Regions from separate parts of the Mus musculus genome. Here region 2 is linked to region 1. Evidence: chromatin contacts called from public Hi-C data. All regions are on one chromosome and are shown on one strand. The core of a region is the stretch at or near the end of the contact, and the rest is flanking DNA. Distances in the headings are between cores, read along the strand shown. Region 1 has its middle 100 kb from the start of Gm36031. Region 2 overlaps Frmd4a (FERM domain containing 4A).

What was found. Hi-C and Micro-C count contacts between places; a contact is called where the count stands out from the background.
Region 2: a Hi-C map of cerebellum shows a contact between it and region 1, with 2.6 times the contacts expected there. The contact joins two enhancer-like sites. A contact is called at or near these places in 3 of 484 Hi-C or Micro-C datasets (the N1E-115 cell line, cerebellum and cortical neurons).

Annotation. Positions count from the first base shown.
Region 1 is chr2:3,908,925-3,912,536 of GRCm38.p6, forward strand. No RefSeq gene overlaps it. Among named protein-coding and RNA genes, the nearest start is that of Gm36031, 100 kb to the left of the region's middle. Within about 2 kb of position 1,602, at least 27 of the 459 cell types and tissues checked have an H3K27ac peak or open chromatin away from gene starts, as enhancers often do. A contact at or near this core is called in the N1E-115 cell line, cerebellum and cortical neurons, where this site is marked.
Region 2 is chr2:4,490,985-4,494,596 of GRCm38.p6, forward strand. All of the region lies in intron 4 of Frmd4a (FERM domain containing 4A), which reads left to right. All of the region lies in intron 3 of Gm39751 (a long non-coding RNA gene), which reads right to left. Among named protein-coding and RNA genes, the nearest start is that of Gm39751, 21 kb to the right of the region's middle. Within about 2 kb of position 1,662, at least 83 of the 459 cell types and tissues checked have an H3K27ac peak or open chromatin away from gene starts, as enhancers often do. A contact at or near this core is called in the N1E-115 cell line, cerebellum and cortical neurons, where this site is marked.

The DNA of each region.
Region 1 (3,612 bases), core at 352-2,851:
GCCATTTGTTCTTATCTCCCTCTGCATTTTGCTTTGCTTAGTTGTTGCTCTTACTGCAGGGAAGTACAAACTGTTAGGCTGTCTTTTGTGACTCAGAGCCAAAATGACCGAGTTCACAAGTTGAAAAGATGAAAGATTGGAAGGCTGATGACTTTATGGCAACCACGACTCAGTCCCCCAGGGAAACTGCCTTCCTGTGAGCATGGGAGGAAGATGACATTTGCCTCTTCCACAGCGTGGCTTCTCATGACGGTGTTCTCCTGGCAGCCACATTCTCCCATGTCCTTGGTGGGACCCCTAATCCTCTCTTTCTTTTCCTTCACCTTACTTCAGTGCAGCTCAGTGATGGCTATGTGCACCTGTTCCATGTTGGCTGTGTGACGACATGGGATCTGACCCTTGGTCATAAGGGGTTGGTTCATAGACTAGTATCAGGTCATACCTGCCCCACATGAAAAGGACACAGCAAAGGAAATAAAACAATCTCAAGCAAGCCTCATTGCTCTGCGATTCCTATTTGGGACCTGAACTAACTCATGTGGATACATGGAGACAGATGAAAAGTGGATAGTTCAGTCAAATGGACAAGATCAGGAGCAAAACAGCATCTCACTATGCAGCTCTGGGTGGCTTGAAACTCACTAAGTGGAAGAGGCTGGCCTTGAACTCATAGAGATCCATCTATCCCCTTGTCCATGGGCATTAGAGGTGTGTGCCACCATACCCTGACAAGGGCAAAGCATAAACTAGCAGTGAAGGCCATGGATAAGAGGCTAACCTTTAGGATTAGCAGACTTTGCTTGAAATCATAGCGTTGCGTGTCCTCATTGTATGCTTTAAAAATGCCCCTACCCTCTCTGAGCATCTGCTTCTGCACTGACCAAAGCATAGAGCTGTTGGGTGGGATATTACCAGGGTCTGCAACATAGCAGGTATTTTATAAGGGTGGCCATTAGTACTGTCTAGCTATGTCCATCTTCAGATGCACTCGTTAATGTCTCTGAGAATGGTTACTTTGTCTTGGGAGGAGGATAAGGCTGGAGTAGTCGAAGAGAACCATGCATGGGTACCCAGGAATCAAGGTGAGAATAGGAGGCTGGTGACTCAGATAGCATCTTGGTTTGGGCAGCAGCTGGGTTTTTTCTTCTCCAAGGGAAATGGCATGTTTGTCCAGCCAGAGAACCAAGCTGTGGCTGTCAGAGAGCTTTTAAATGGAGCCTTGCAAATGTGGTGTGTGCAGCTGGTGGTAATGAGATTCATGTTTCTTCAGTGGTAATCCTCCACTAGACAGCATTTTAAATCTTTTTTCCTATTTGGTACACGGGACTGAGGTCCAGGATATACATATTTCCAACTGTCATTTTTAATTTAATGCATGATTGGACATATTACCACTGGCACAGCTAAATAGTTAAACTAGAATCCATCAATTTGTCCTGAACTGTTGACATGCAGGGTAATGCTACGGTTAAATTAAATTTAAATGTAAGAATGAGAGTGAGGGAGGCTTCCTGGCAGCCTGGGGCTTTGTCAGTGAGGCTTGGCAAAAACAGGAAGGGGACATTCAAAAATGTGAGGTACGTCTCTGTCTGTCAGCGTGGCTCGGAGAGAGCCGCTTCTGCTTGCTCTGGTTCCGTTCCGGCCAGGTGTCTGAACCTGGCAGGCAGGCACTGCGGAAATGCAGAAGAAACTCAGTAGGAAACACTTGGACTGCAAACCACACCATGTCAGAAACAAACCAGATTTGGGAGAGCCCAGATTGTTATGGTTACACAGGGTGTTAGAGCTTTGGTCCAGCCCAGAGGGGTTATGCAAACCTTCTCAGTGCAGTTGAGGCTGGAGCTGGGCCCTGGGCTCTCAGTGAGAGCTCTTTTCTAAGTCTTTGTGTTTTGTGTGAAAATGTGCCTGAGTCTTGTTCTCTGCAGACCTAGGCAAAAGAAAGAGCTACTCCAAGCTGCTTTGTCCATAGAGTAGAGGTGGGTGATAGAACCTACATTATAGGTTCAAAATATTAAATGGATTGCTAGATAAAAAATAATGGCAACAGTGGCTGGCGTTCGAAGGACAATCAATAAGCACAGGCTATTCTTGCCACAATAACAAAAATAGCTCATTTTTATTACTGGTCAAGGATTTGCTCAGAATAGCTTTTCCGTTCAATAGGAAGCCTCTCGGCAAATCTGAAAAAACAATTCAAGTCATGCAATGTAAGGTGGAGGAAAAGGGCAAGGGCTTATTAGGCTCGGGATTGACCATGGGAGAAAAGACACAGAGGTGAACCAACAAACTCAGAGACGTGGAAGCATGGGGACCAGGGTTCTTGGAGCATGGATGGAGGGGATGAAGACATTGTAGTATGCTCTTCTAAGCAGATAGCAGGTTTCTTATCCTATAGGAAACCCTTGAAGTTTGCTGAGCCTTTGCAAGGAGGCATAGTTGCCCTATAGAGGCTATACTCCTGCTTACATAGAAGAGATGAAGAAGGGTCTGTGGCAAGGAAGTTTGTGCAAAAATTCAGTTAAGAGGACCAAAGTCCCTAATTTACTTATATGCCGGTGAGCTCTTGCAGACCGCATTTGGGGGTGGGGTAAAGAGGGAGTGAGAAGAGTCAGGTGACAGAATGGCAAAGCGGTGGGAATGGGTATGGCCAGTTTGCAAATGGAAGAGCTGGGCGGGGCTGAGGACGCTTCCAGAAGCCGACTGACTTTGCAGCCACATTGTGCGTTTCATTCTGTGGGCTTGCTTCCTTTGTGTTCAGAAGCAGAGTATGTAGCTCACGTTGAGGCAAGAATGGGGTCTTGGCAGGAAAGTGTATCCTTATTACCTACTTCTCTTGGACCTCACCCCGTATCCTTTCAAGTTCCACTTGTACCCCGTGTCCTTTGCAACTTCTTCCCTCACCAAGTCACCCATCTTTGCTGTTCTTCTTCTGACTGTCTTTCACTTTGACCAAATGTTTTGTCGGTGAGACACGTTTGTTTAACACTTTCATGCATTCTTTCTCTTACTAGATTTAAAATTCCCAGGGGAACCCAGCTTGGGATGCTGGGACATTCTAAAGAGAGAATAGGACAGTCTGAGTTATAAACTTAGTTCATCAGCTGTGTCGGTCATTCTGAGAAAGTCATTGGGGATCTGTTGGTCTCTGTTAATAGTGCAGGACTTTTATGATGTGCCGGGGGCAACATGTCACACCAACAAATTCCTTCCACCTGGTTGGTATCCAGTAACTAAAACTCTATCTAGGAAGTCATCATTGATAATGGTGAGGAAATAGACATCCAGAGGTGAGGGTAAGAATTTGTAATTCTCATAAGTCTTAAGGATGTAGTAATTGGTCCAGTATAGGTCAGGAAAACACATGCAAGGGAGTGTTCTATTTTAAAAATCAAAAAGTCATATATTGCCACGCGCTCTGGTCGAGTCAGCCTGACAAGCCGAGAGGCTTGGAAGCTACTCACTGAGGCAGAAGAGTTTCACGGAAACTCACTCCTGGAGTCTGGCGTTCTCTCTAACCCATAAATTAATTTTCCATTCCCACGTTAGTCTAGTGTATGGATCCACGTGCTCTCCTTTAGTATTATCCTATTATAAGTGCCTTTTAAGATTGAA
Region 2 (3,612 bases), core at 412-2,911, 580 kb after region 1:
CATTTGCTGTAAATATTCAGTGGTTCCCCAAGTGCCAAGAGGTAGCTAGCTGCAAGAGTGGCAGCAGGGCAGGGGCCTGGCAGAGCTCTCGCTGGCTGACGTCATCTGGATAGAGGTCAGTGTGTTACAGCCTTAGCTCATAGCCTCTGTGAGGTAAAAAAGAGATGCCATTCCCCAAGGCTGCAGGCAGGTCTAGATGTATAATCATTCAAGCAACCAGAATGGAGTACATACCTCAACTTCAGACTAGGATAAAATACTGAGTCCCGAGTCCTCTGAGCTGCTGTGGGTGTGACATGGCTCCTGGAGGTTACCATTCTGGCTGGCTTTGACCTCAGCCTAGACGGTTGCTCCTTTCAGCTCAGAAGAAAGCACTAAGATTATCCCTGGTGTGTGTGGAAAATAACTTATTTTAATATGTACATTTTGTGGGCTGGAGAAATGACTGGCGCGGGGCGGGGGAGGGGGGGAGTAAGACTGAATAAGCTGAGGGCATGGCCAGCTCAAAGGTATGGTTAAGGGGAAGGGTTTATTATAGGTGTGAGGAAGAAAACAGCCAGAGGCATCTGGAAGAGCATAGAGCAGAGAAGGCAATAGAACACGACCAGCAGACTGGCTTTGACCATGGGGTTAGAGGAGAGAGAAAGAGAAGGAGAAGACCAACATGGAGCAAAATGGAGAGGGGGTGCTGAAATAGCAGGGCTATAAAGAGAAGTGAGTATCTGGGGAGGGAAGCCCATGAGCTAAAGGCAGCGCTGAGAAGAGCCAGGATGCTAGCATGGACTCTGAAATGTGTGCTTGTACTTGTGATGCTGGGAGCCTGGAAGCCAGCGTGCACTTTAGTATATGAGTAAGCACCACAGATGTGTGCCTTGTGCCAGTGATAAGGGGATGGCTCTTTGGTAGAGAGGGAAGCAGCTTCATGGGTTCCTGGGGAATGCTGGCTTTTGTCTAGCCACCAGAATTCAGGGAAATGGAGTTTCCTTTGGGCCTGACAGCTGCCAGGCCTGGTGACCTGAGTTCCCTCCCTGGAACCCAGGTGGTGGACAGAGAGAGATGACTCTGCCAAGCACTCCTCTATCCTCCACAGACACAAGTGCATTCACACACAGGGAGGGGTTTGCCTTGCTGTTCAAGTATGATGAAGCCAACAGATCAAGGGTTGAAAGTGTCCTGTGACAGAGCCCAGGAGAAGAGGTGATGTCACATGGTGCCGGGAGAGTTGGGAGGCAAAGGGGGGAAAAGAAGGCAGTATCCTCTACTGGGCTTTCTATGGAAAGCCACTGCCGCGCTGGGAAAACAGGCTTGGGATTGGCTAATTTAAATGACTATGATTTCAATGGGCTTTCCAACCTAGGGCCTTTCCCATGTCATCTGGAACATGTCTCTGGTCAGAAAGGTAGGGGACCATGAGAGAAGAGATGGTGGCAGCATTTGAGAGTCAGTAGAGGTTGTAGAAGTGAGACTTTGGGCCCCTTAGTCATATTTGAGAGTTAGAGCTCTGATGGCCATGGGTAGCTTACTAGCTGTATGAACTGGCTGACTTTGAAGCCAGCAAGGCCCAGACATTCACGCATTGTAAAGATACGGTTAATGCCGAGCAGACTTGGGGTTGCCTGTATAGACCCTTGCAGCGGAAGATACATCTTTTGTTTTCCCTGGACTCACTCAGAAACTCAGAAGGTTCTTTGTAAACTGTTTGAGGAAGCCATCCCTTCCCTACATGGGCAGTTAAGGAGGAGCAACAGTGCCCCCTACTGACACAGAGGACCACAAACCAGATGTTCATAAAAGCACCAGACCTAGTTTTTTGGAGGGGGAGAGAGGAAAGGGCAACCTCAACTTTTCTTGCAAACCATCGAGTCCCCTCATTTCCCCAGAAATCTCTTCAACCTTGTGCCCGGCCAGGGTGGGAATAGAGATGTCTCGGGTCTCTTTTCATCCAGACATTTCACTTCAGAGTTTCCTAGCACAGATCGAAAGTTCAGGATGAATTAAACGCCCAAGGTTATGAACAAACACATGCCAGGCCCCAAGCCTCCAGGATTTTCCAGTCTGTTGTCTTGGTGATAAAGGTTAACAGGAAACTGCTTTCCGATTTCTGTCAAGAGGAGGATTGCTCTCTCTCTCTCTCTCTCTCTCTCTCTCCCTTTCCCCCTCCGCTCCCCCTCCCCTCTCCCTCTCTTGCTCTCCCTCTCTTGCTCTCCCTCCCTTCCACCTCTCTCCTAGCCATGCTTGTCATTTCTGCACCTCCTTGGACTTGACTGCCAGATGGTAGACGTCCATGAAAACGGAAGCGGGCGCCTGAGACAGCAGGGCTGCCGCCTCATTTACTTCTCCATTACCGCAGCGCGGAAGGGAGAAGTGGAGTGTTGGGCTCTTAGGAGATAGTCTTCAGGAGAAACCTGGGGCTGAGGAGGGGGGCTGAGGAGGGGGGTACACAGGACATCTCTGTGCTTTAGTTGAGGACTAAGGCAAACGGGATAAAGACACAGGACTTGGAAAACTGGGCTATTTCAGACCCCGTGGGCTTCCACTCAAACATTACTATGGCGATAAGCCTTCCCTGCCAGGCTTGGGAGGTCACTGGTGGGTTTTTGTCATTAAGAGACAAGCAAATCAGCAGCCATGCTTTATCCACTTTCTGTGTAGACAGGGAAAGACAGGAAGTAGCCTGAAACCTGGCTGTGTTGGGGGGTGAGACCCCACACCTGAAGTTTTATGACATTTTGCTTATCATTTGTTATTTCTTTGTCCTTACTCTTTCTCTGCTGATGTGGCTTAAATCTGAATTATACACACGCACACACAGATAGATACACACAGATGCAGACACATGCACACACACATACACACAGAGAGACACAGACACACATATACACACAGAAAGACACAGACATACAAACACACACACATACACACACAGAAACACACACACAAGCACAGACACACACAAACACACATGTACACACATACACACAGACACAGGCACACACACACATACACACAGAGAGATACACACACACACAGATACAGACACATGCACACACACATATACACAGAGAGACGCAGACACACACGTACACAGACATACACACACACATACACAGAGAGATACACACACAGACACATGTGTAAACACACAGAGAGAGACACAGACACACATATACATACAGAAAGACACAGACATACAAACACACACACATCCACACACACGCACGCACACACTCACGCACATACGTTTGTTGAATGTTCGGACCCAACTGGTGCTGCCATTTGGGGACATTGAGGAACCTTTGTGACATGGGACTTATCTAGCAAAGGCAGGTTGCTGGAGGGAAACCTTGGAGGATATATTTGTCTTGGTTCCAGCCTGAGCTCTGTGCTTCCTAAACCATCCACGAAAACATGAGCAAACCTTTCTGAAAGCCCCCTCAGCTGCCACACTGTCCCTGCCACGCTGGACTGGTGTCTCCAAACATCAACCCCAAATGAGTCCTTCCTCCTTTTCATTGCTTCTGTGAGGTGTTCCTTCACAATGACAAGAAAGTAGCATACTACCCCTTAGGGACTCTGACCAAGGTGGGACAGACTGAAGAAAAGCTGAGCATC